Regions from separate parts of the Gossypium hirsutum genome. Here region 1 is linked to region 2. A link is a contact called in public Hi-C data. All regions are on one chromosome and are shown on one strand. The core of a region is the stretch at or near the end of the contact, and the rest is flanking DNA. Distances in the headings are between cores, read along the strand shown.

Region 1 (4,930 bases), core at 1,017-3,516, 41 kb after region 2:
ATTCACTACACCAAAACAGGGTTTTAGCGGCATTTTTAGCGGCGTTTGGACAAAAAACGCCACTAGAAATCGAGCATTAGCGGCGCTTTACGTAAAACTCCGCTAAAGATTGAGAATTAGAGGCGCATTTTGAAAAACGCCGCTAAAAATAAGTATTAGCGGCGTTTTCCAAGAAGCGCCACAAAAAAAAAGCCGAATGACGCCGTTTTCAAAGTTTTGAGGAGCGCCGCTAATGCTCGGGGCTTTAGCGGCGTTTTTGAGAAAGCGCCGCTAATGCTCGGGGCTTTAGCGGCGTTTTTGAGAAAGCGCCGCTAATGCTCGTGCCTTTAGCGGCGTTTTTGAAGAAGCGCCACTAATGCTCGTGCCTTTAGCAGTGTTTTTGAGAAAGCGCCGCTAATGCTCGTGCCTTTAGCGGCGTTTTTTCAAAAACGCCGCTAATAATAAAATCTAAAACCATTTCAATTATCTCATTCTTTAATATATTCTCAAGTAATGTTTCAATTATATTTTTTTATTATAAGTTGAAAAAAATTAATATTTCGTTGTATTTATTATATATTGGTCAAATTTACATTAAAATGATAACAAATAATATTGTTTAATCCAGAATGTTTTTGTTAAAGAGAAGTCCTAACTCCTAACTATTTATTATTATTTTTCAATCACAGTTTATTTAAACTACTTTACTAGAAAAATATATTAAATTAGGAGTAAAATAAAATAGCATAAAACTTAAATTGTTGTGTTGTAAAGAATAAAAAATAGAATAAATTTTTATAAGAATAATAAATTTTGATAGTTCGACTATATAAATAAAAGAAAGTAATATAAAACACCAAATATCGTGATAAATAATGAATTAATGAAAGAGTAAGGTAATACATGAACACAACAATGACCTAATATATAGTACCTACTCAAGAGTAAGAACTGAAAATGAATGAAAAGGGACAAATAAGGTTGTTACTTGGTCTAATACCCACAAGAAATTAATACTAGGTTTTTTAGGCTGAGAAAGGGTTATAGGAAAATATTATAAATATTGAAATTCGAATAAAATTTATTAAATATTGAATTTTAGAAAATAATTAAGTGAAGTTGGGATTCAATTTAGCTAGTAGAGTTGGTGGGGTTAGTTGGACGATTTGCTCCCGAAAAGAAAAAGCTGTTTGTTTTTTCTTGATAACAAAAATTTGTTAGCTGAGTCTCAAGTCTAGAGCCGAATGCTGCTTCAGGCGGTATAGTGGTAGTAGTGGACAAGTAGGTCTAATTTATCTGAATAGCCCAAGGGCAAAAGAAAGCAAATATCTTATATTTGCAATCATTAATCGAATTACGTTAGGTACTTCGTTAGGGTGGGTGAGTGGCGAGTGCTGAGGTCCAGGGTTGGGAAAACAAAATGAGCAGAGCAGAGCAGGGTTTGCATTTGGATTTGGGTCGGGTTAGTGGATAATGATGAATAAATATCATCATAATGTTTATTATTTTAGGATTACAGTTTTGAGTTCAGGGTTTAGGTTTAGGGCTTGGGGATTGGGGTTTAAGGTTTAGAGTTTACATTTTAGTGTTAATATGAGGTTAGTGTTTACGGCTTATAAGATAATGATCAAATTTATTGTTTTAGGGCTTGATGTTTATGGTTTACGGTTTAGCGTTAATGATTTGACTATTATAATGCATGGTTTAGAGTTTAAGATTTAGGTGTTACCATTTTAAGGTTTATGGATTAGGTGTTACCAATGTCCAATTTTAAAAACTTTTTCAACTTCAAGCTCGTTTTACCCGAATCACCAATTTCATTGTTTAAAAACAATAAAAAATATAAATCTAAGCCTAACCATATTTTGGACTAGGTGTGTTGTATGGGTAGTGAACATTTATAATTATCATTTAAAAGTAAATAACATATATTTTTCTAAATTTTGAAAGGTTTTATATTTTTCGTGATTTAAAATTTTAAAATGAATTTTAAAAGATTTTAATTTTTTTAAAAAATTTTAAAAATATTTTAAACTTTTATTTTTATAATATTTATATACTTTTAAAGAAAAGACCAAATTAATAAAAATTACAAACATTAAAGACTACAAAATTATTTTATCATTTTTTAATTGCTACATTGATGATTTTAACCGTAAAATTAGATGTTTAAATTAAAAAATAAAAAATTTAATATCTCAAAATTTTAACCTCAAAATTAGATGTTTAAATTAAAAAATTTTAACCACAAAACAGTATAATAAAAAGTAATAGAAATGCCACAAAAATTAATTTTACTTCAAAAAAAAAGCGCCATTTTATAAATTTTCCCCACTGAAATCCCTCCCTAATTTCCCCCCTTGAAACCCCCAACTTTACAAACACACCGTCCTTCAAAACTTTTAACGCCATACCTATTGCTATTTTTTCTTCCTTAACCTCAATTCTTAAACGCCCAAATTTGGAACCCTAGATTTTTCTCTGCAGAACTTTTCTTAATCCACAAGCTTTAGCTGCTCTATGCGATTCCATCACAGATCCGAAGAAGTTTTCAAATGTACAGCTCCATTTCACTGCGCCCCCTCTTCCTGATCCTGGTACCATCTTTTAATTTAAGAATAAGCAAAACCCATGTTTCATTTTCTTCAGTTTCTGTTAACGACTGTTCATACCAGTGTTTATGTTAACACCTGTCACCATCTCTTCTTCTTTCCTTGTTTTTCTATCCATCTCGTGGAAACCGCAGTTTGGCATTCTCAGGGTGGCACCAAAGCTCCTAACAAAATAAAAAAAAAAATAGAAACACTTTTTTTTGGATCATTGGGTTTTCAAAGTTTTTGGGGTTGGTTTATCTTTTCCTTTTTGGTTTTGAAAGATTGTTGTGGGTGGTTTTGATTGTTTATTTTTCTTCTTTGTTTTCCTTTCTATAAGAGAGTGAAGATCATCCAGGTGTTGGCGGTGGACCCAGACGGGAGTAATCCATTGGTCTCTGTTCAACCCAATGCCCTCAAGTTCGTTTGTAAGTTCTACCTTATCTCTGTTTTCACTCCTATGCATGCATGTAATGCATACATTCATGATTCAATTCCAAGGTTATGTGATCAACTTGTACATGGGACTGGAGATGACTGTTCCTTTGATAAGTTTATGGAATTAGATTATGAAGACTCTAGTGACTGATATGTTTTTTTGGATGCTAGCACATACCCATTCAGCATCCTCCCCCAATCAGAGGAAATGACAAAATAATTTGTGAAGCTTGACATGGTGTTCTTTACAAGATGCCAGTTTTATCTTTGTATCAATTCTTCAATGTGTGGCTAGTTTATATTTTGCTCTTAGATGCTGGTTTCTTTGAAATGCTAAATGTCAATGCGATCTTTGTCTTCAGCATATGGTTATTCTGGAAAGTTTTGAGGAACAAATTTTTAAGCTTAGTTAACCTATGTTTTCAGTTGAGCTTGAAAAACCAAGCTTTTGTTAAAGTGGTGAACACAAAAATCAAACTATTTTGATTTTATCTTTTAGGCAAATAGTGTGGGCTTTTGATGCACCTAGAAAGTAATGGTTTTGATTTTATAAGGTCAGTGTTCTTTCATTGATTTTTCGCTCTAGAATGTGCTGATAAGAATTTGATCATAAAATTGTTGTTATATGCACCTTCAGCTTTTTAATTCTTTTGTATGACTAGGGGAACTTGTACATGTTTTACTTTTATAGAACTTTTGGAAGTTTTGTTTTTCTTTTAATTTTTATTTTCCGCCTTCCCTTGTCAACGGTTTAATTAAATTTATGATGCATATGTACTTTAAATTTTTTGATTCTTGCAGGTTCTTCAATGCAATTGTAAATTTTGATAGCAATACTGCTAACAGAAGCCTGTAACTAGAAAGACAAAGAGCATGTCGAGATTCTCATTTCAGTGACGGTGCTTCTATTTGCAACAATAATGAAAAATTTAAAGGTCAGAAAACTTATTTTGAATACGAACATGCCTAACGTTTTACCAACTCAAACCAAAAGAAAAACCGGATAGCTTATTTGTTTAATTATTACGTAAAAGATGATTATTTGCTGTCCATTTTCCTATTAGTAGCCTTGTGCACTTCTCTTACATGTCCTCGGAATTCATAACTTCGAATAGTACTCAAAATTATGCTCTTTAAGTCCAAAACAAAATTACGTATTTTCTTAACTCTCTAAGGTCATGCAATTAACCTTTTTTTTTTCTTATTTCTGCTTTCCTTCTATTCTTTTATGTATTATTTTCTTATTATTGAAACCAGAATGTGTTTTATTGGACAGGTGTGTGCAGTTCGCCGTGACAATGGAGAAAAGACTAATATCTCTAGAGTCTTTTTGGTTGAACAAGTAAAAGGAATGTTGGATAAGATTCAACAGAACTTATTCGATGTGGCAAAACAAAAAAGAGATGCCTGCATTGAAGTTGTAAAAATGTGGGATGAGTTTGTAAAAGCTCTTGGGCAAAAGAAACTGATCTTAGCTCATTGGTGTGATGAGGAGGTATGACTTTAATTTGTAGAATCCTTATTATTTATAGGGATCATGATAATTTAGCATTTAATTGGTATTGTTTTAATGCTTATTTGTTACCCTTTTTTCTCAGAACTGCATCATTAATCATCATTAATCTCAAGTATTTTGTTAGGCAACAACATGAGCTGGATCATATTCTAATCTCTCGAGGCATATGTAGCTCATTTTTCTTAAATGATGTTTTATGTTTTGTATATATAGGAGGTGGAGAAAGATGTGAAAGCTCGAACAAGGGGTGAGATGGGAGCAGCTAAGTCTCTTTGTACCCCATTCGAACAGCCTGAACTCCCAGAAGGTACTTGACTCCATCCATGCAAGCATTTATTTTAAATAATTTAAAGAATATGAAATTAACCCTTTTCCATCCAAATTTATTTAGAGCAAACAAAGTTTT
Region 2 (5,368 bases), core at 111-2,610:
TATGTTGGTGCCCATCCATCCAGACTCGAGCCCTCTTGGGAGGATATGAGTCTGTGGTATCAAGTACAAAGACAAACAAAGGTACTAAACATATTGAAGCATCAAGGGGTTTCAAGCAAATATTTACCTGAAGTAATTGCCTCTGGCCGAATTTTGCATCCTGGTCCTTGCAAAAAGCAGACTCCTAGTGGGCGATGCGATCATCCTTGGTGCGGAACTCCAATTCTTGTCACGTTACCAGTTGGCGAACCACTTTCATATATAGTTGCTAGGGACGGCCCATTTTCCTCTGATGATGCATTACGCTGCTGCCGGGACTGCCTAGTTGCTCTAAGAAGTGCAGCAACGGCCAGTGTTCAGCATGGTGATATTTCCCCTGAAAATATAATCCGTGTTTTCAACATGCAAGGTACTAGACACAAAGTTCTGTATATCCCAGTTTCTTGGGGGCGTGCAGTTCTGGAAGACAGGGACAGCCCAGCAATAAATTTGCAGTTCTCGTCCTCTCATGCACTTCAGCATGGTAAACTCTGTCCTGCATCTGATGCTGAGAGCCTTGTGTACCTCCTATTCTTTGTGACAGGGGGCAGAATGCATCCACAGGATTCTATTGAATCAGCTTTGCAATGGAGGGAGAAAAGCTGGGCAACACGATCGATTCAGCAGCATCTTGGTGAAGTTTCGCCTTTACTTAAGGCCTTTAGTGATTATGTGGATAGCCTTTGTGGAACACCATACCCTGTTGATTATGATATTTGGGTGAAAAGGCTTAACAGAGCCGTGGACGGATCTGGGTCAGCTGATAGAGGTAAAATGATCGAAGAAGTTGCCATGACATTGAGACTGAAAAATGTGGCCGAGTCTTCAGGGACCTCTGGAGGTGGTACTTAATTTCCATTTCATGCTGGAGGACCGGAGTTCTAAGGAAACGTTTTGTTTTGTTTTTCCTCTTTTGTAACTATCCTTGGTTGAGATTCAATTTATTTTATTTTATTTTTTAAATGGCCTGGCAAAAGCTATATATTGTCAATATTATTCCTGTTGTTAAAACTCAGACACGTGAGAGCGAATTAATTCATTACTTTTAAGAGGCAAGGATTAATTCATCACAACCAACTGTATTTTAAGTAGTGAGCACAAACAATCCCGTATGCCCTGTTGTTAGGGGCCTAGGTTCGCCCCCATCATCATTGCGTAATAATGACCCGTAAAAGTACTGATAAGTTATCTAATGGAGGCTAAGATAATGTTAGTTTTTGTAAGAAAAAATTAGACTTATGATGGGTTTTCTAGGTGCTGTGGGTACAGACTGCATGGGGAAAAGTGGAGGTACCATGTAATGTGGAAATCCCCTTTATCTTGTAATAATGATTTTTCTATGTTGATACTAATATTTCCCTTTTTTGTGTGGATGAGCTTAGACGGTGTTTTAGGTCATCATGCGTCTATAGCCGTCCTATGGTAAGCGAGAGACAAAAGGTATGAGACAAATTGGTTGAATTTGCAAAGTAAGTTCAAAACATAATTGGATGATTACTGATCGAGTAAAATTCATAATGATATGTAATTAAGAAGAGTTGGTCAAGATATTATGCTAGAATGATTTCGTGAGTAAATAAATTTATTATTAATAGAAAAAAGGTTGGAACCTAATTATAAAATATATGATCCTTAATTATTCATGTCTAATCAGTCCCTCTAATAGTTCATTGAAATCAGAAACTAATTGTATAAAGAACAAAAGAAATGAAAATGGATGGAAATGATAAAGTTAGATAAATGGGTTACATTCGGAAAGGAATGTGTTTTTTCACTAAGCATACAAATGACTTTGAGAATTAATTTAAGTTTTTCAAATTATTATTTAATTAAATAATTAAAATTTAAAAATAGAATTAAATTAATTGGTCATTATGAATCCGTTGAATATGAAAAATTAAATATATTTTTATCACATATTCTTTTATGGTAAAATTGTCATTACTTTAACGAAATTAGAATTGGGTTGAGAAAATTATTTAATTGAAAAATTAATTAATTTAAATCAATTTAATAAATAATAATTATTTAAGAAAATAAAAACAGATATTGATTTGGATTAAATTATAAATTGTTGGGTTAAAAGTCCAGAAAGCATATATAATTTGACTCAATATAAGTGAGACCCCAAACTCTTCTCCTAGTTAAACTAGGAAACTAGTTTCCTATCAAATAAGTTTTATTTGTGTTCTACCAATTCAACCAGACTTCTTCTATCTCTCCTTATAAAAAGATCACACTAGTAGAGATAAAAAGACAACTTTGAGATATTGTTATTCTGCCCGAAAATAGTGATAATTTATTTTCTAAGTATAAATTCAATTTTCTGGGAATAACAGTTCTACTGGTTTCTATTGAGAGAGAATTATTTTTCTATTGAAAGTAAGAAATTGTTTCTAGTTCTGTGTTTGATTTGTGATTGTTCGAGCCCACACCCGAAGTGATTTGTGGTATGAGAATGGTGGAGAAGGTCATTCGGTTGAAAGTTAAAAATGTCTAGGATCCATCTCGCACAAAGCATGGGTATTTTTCGGGAAAACTTTATTGCTATAAATATCATAAACTGACTCATGTTTCAAAATTGTAATTTTTCGCTGTGGCAAAAAACTGTTTTCAAACTAGTTTTTTTTTTTAACAACTACATCAGATTGTAGGAGCCACTTACTTGAAACATTTCCTAACTAAATAACATATATTTATCATAATTTGGAAACAATCACAACTCATAATTATAAGCATATGTAATAGATGTTCAAGGACCCAACTAACATGTCTCAAGGTTATTCGAGGTCCAATTCAAAATCAAGACTCAAATCCAAACTCAGCTATCAAAGTACAACTGGATGTCTCGAGACATGCTTCCCCTATTTTGGACCCTTACATTCGATGTTCTGTCTCAAGACCATGAAGTTCATGTCTCAATACTAAGCTAACCCTGTATCAGGACATGTTCACCATGTCTTAAGACCATTACCCAAAAAATGCACAAAATTGTCATTTTTGTTATTGATGTCTCGAGACACTAGTGTTATTTCACCTACAATGTGCATTAAAACATTTTTAAATATACTCCAATACAAATCAAACTTAGGCCAACATGGAACCATATCATCAAGCATAAATTAGGTTCACGTATTAATTGGATTATGACCAAACGTGAAGCGATTATTAGTACGTGTGAATGCCTAAGGAATAAGGTTCACGTATTAATTGGATTATGACCAAACGTGAAGCTATTATTAGCACATGTGAATGCTTAAGGAATTAGGTTCACGTATTAATTGGATTATGACCAAACGTGAAGCGATTATTAATACCTGTGAATGCCTAAGGAATTAGGTTCACGTATTAATTGGATGGAAATTCATGTTCTTACTAGTTGATTAAGATTGCCCTAAGGTGACTTAATTCAATGAGTATAGGAATTATCGTTCCAATGACTTACAAATGTTTTCCAAGATTTAATGTAAGATGCATGCATTATCTTAATGCATATCGTCTGTTGCAAAAGGTTTTATAATATTTCCTTAATACAAAAATATTAATGAATGGATGTTTTATTTTTAGTTCGAAAAAATGACACCTACTCCCTTACTAAACATACTTATTGAGAACAAACTGAACAAAAATAACTATAAGGAATGGAAAAGGAACATCATGATTGTCTTAAGCTATGAGAAACTTGAAACAGTTCTTGATAATATATGCCCACGACCACTCAAAATAAGGCTAGAAAACATTGGGAAGAGTTTGATGAGATAGCTCATTGTCATATGCTGGCAAGTGTGACCAATACTCTTTATAAGCAATTGGAAAGATGTAAGGCTGCCAAAGTTATTCAAGACAAACTAGAGGACATGTTTGGAGGCCAAACTGCCTTGGCAAGACAGTCGGCTATAATTAGTTTGATGAATGTCCAACAAAAACCTGGTACTCTGGTCAAAGACCATATGATTGCTCTTATGGGTTGTTTTGTCAAGGCTGTAGATAATGAGGTTAATCTGGATTAGAATACACAAATAGAGACGATTTTCAAAAGCTTGTCCAAGGACTTTGTAGGATTTAGGACTGCATATAACCTTGGGAACAAGAATCTGACGCTTACACAACTCATTAAGGAGTTATAACCCTATGAGTTGATGTTGAATTGTGGTCAACTGATCCAAAAAGTAGAAGAAAACTTAATGATTATTGCTTCCTCTAAAGGGAAGGGAAAACATGCTAAAAGAAACAAGGGTTAAGTCCTTTAGCCCACCTAAAGTGGAAATGAGGAGAACCAAGAAGCCTAAAGACGTATCTAAGTCTAAGTGTTTCTTTTGCAATAAGAAAAGGCATTTCAAAGCCAACTGCAAAGAGTGAAAGAATTACCTACCCACTAAGGGCAAATAATGAAATTCTTAATGAAAGAAATTTGCTTAGTCGAAGATTCAATAGACCACTAGGTCATTGATTCTAGAGCCACTAACAATGTATGTATTTCTCTATAAGGGTTCAAGGAAACAAAAGATCTTAGAGATAAGAGCCTGTCATTTTAGACCAGAAGTGAGACAAGTGTGGCAGCTGAAGCAGTGGGAGATGTACATATTTATTTTGATAATTTTATGAAGATTAATTTGAAAGACATTTTCTATATATCAAGTTTCAAAAGAAACTTAATTTTTGTTGCACGTTTATTTAAAGATGGCTTGAACGTGACTTTTAATAATAATGTTGCAATATTTAGCTGTAACACCCCTAACCTGTCTCCATCACCAGATTAGGGTTACGGAGTATTACGGTACAATTAGAAACAATTAACTTCAATCATATATAATTAATCAAATTTAATAATAACATTCAAATATGCCTTTTAATTAAATAAGTATACACTTATGAACCATAAATCGAGCTTACGGAGACCTAAAAATAGTTTGGGAACATTCGGGATCATTTTGAAACAAAAAAAATATTTTGGAAAATTTGAAAACTTTTGGAAACAGGGGCCACAAGGCTGTGTGACAAAGCCTAGGCCGTGTGGTTTAAAAACATGGACATGTGGCCAATTGTGTACAATTCAAACTATGGGACATGGGACCTAGCTCGTGTGTCCGCCCATATAAGTATTCGCAATAGGGTCACACAATTGTGTCACAGGCCGTGTGCCAGACCAGGTGTGCACTTGAAGTTTGGTCACACGACCATGTCGCTAGGCCGTGTAACTCTTTGAGACTATGTGGTTCATCCTGCACTCAAAATTTAAATAACATACGGCCGTGTGGTGTGGCCATGAGACGATAGCTCGTGTCTCAATCCATGTGCTCCCTAAATAACCCTTAATGCAAGTCATTTC

Evidence for each region. Hi-C and Micro-C count contacts between places; a contact is called where the count stands out from the background.
Region 1: a Hi-C map of fibers shows a contact between it and region 2, with 2.2 times the contacts expected there. The contact joins the promoter of LOC107942525 here to the enhancer-like site in region 2.

What each region holds. Positions count from the first base shown.
Region 1 is chrD12:15,860,830-15,865,759 of Gossypium_hirsutum_v2.1, forward strand. LOC107942525 (proline--tRNA ligase, cytoplasmic) reads left to right here and starts at 2,267. Exons shown (of 6, transcript XM_016876217.2): 1 at 2,267-2,576; 2 at 2,911-2,998; 3 at 3,810-3,943; 4 at 4,285-4,503; 5 at 4,738-4,831. The coding sequence starts at 3,929.
Region 2 is chrD12:15,820,426-15,825,793 of Gossypium_hirsutum_v2.1, forward strand. LOC107945444 reads left to right here. Exons shown (of 4, transcript XM_016879460.2): 4 at 1-1,095. The coding sequence ends at 891. Among protein-coding and RNA genes, the nearest start is that of LOC107945444, 20 kb to the left of the region's middle. Within about 2 kb of position 1,361, at least 6 of the 9 cell types and tissues checked have an H3K27ac peak or open chromatin away from gene starts, as enhancers often do. A contact at or near this core is called in fibers, where this site is marked.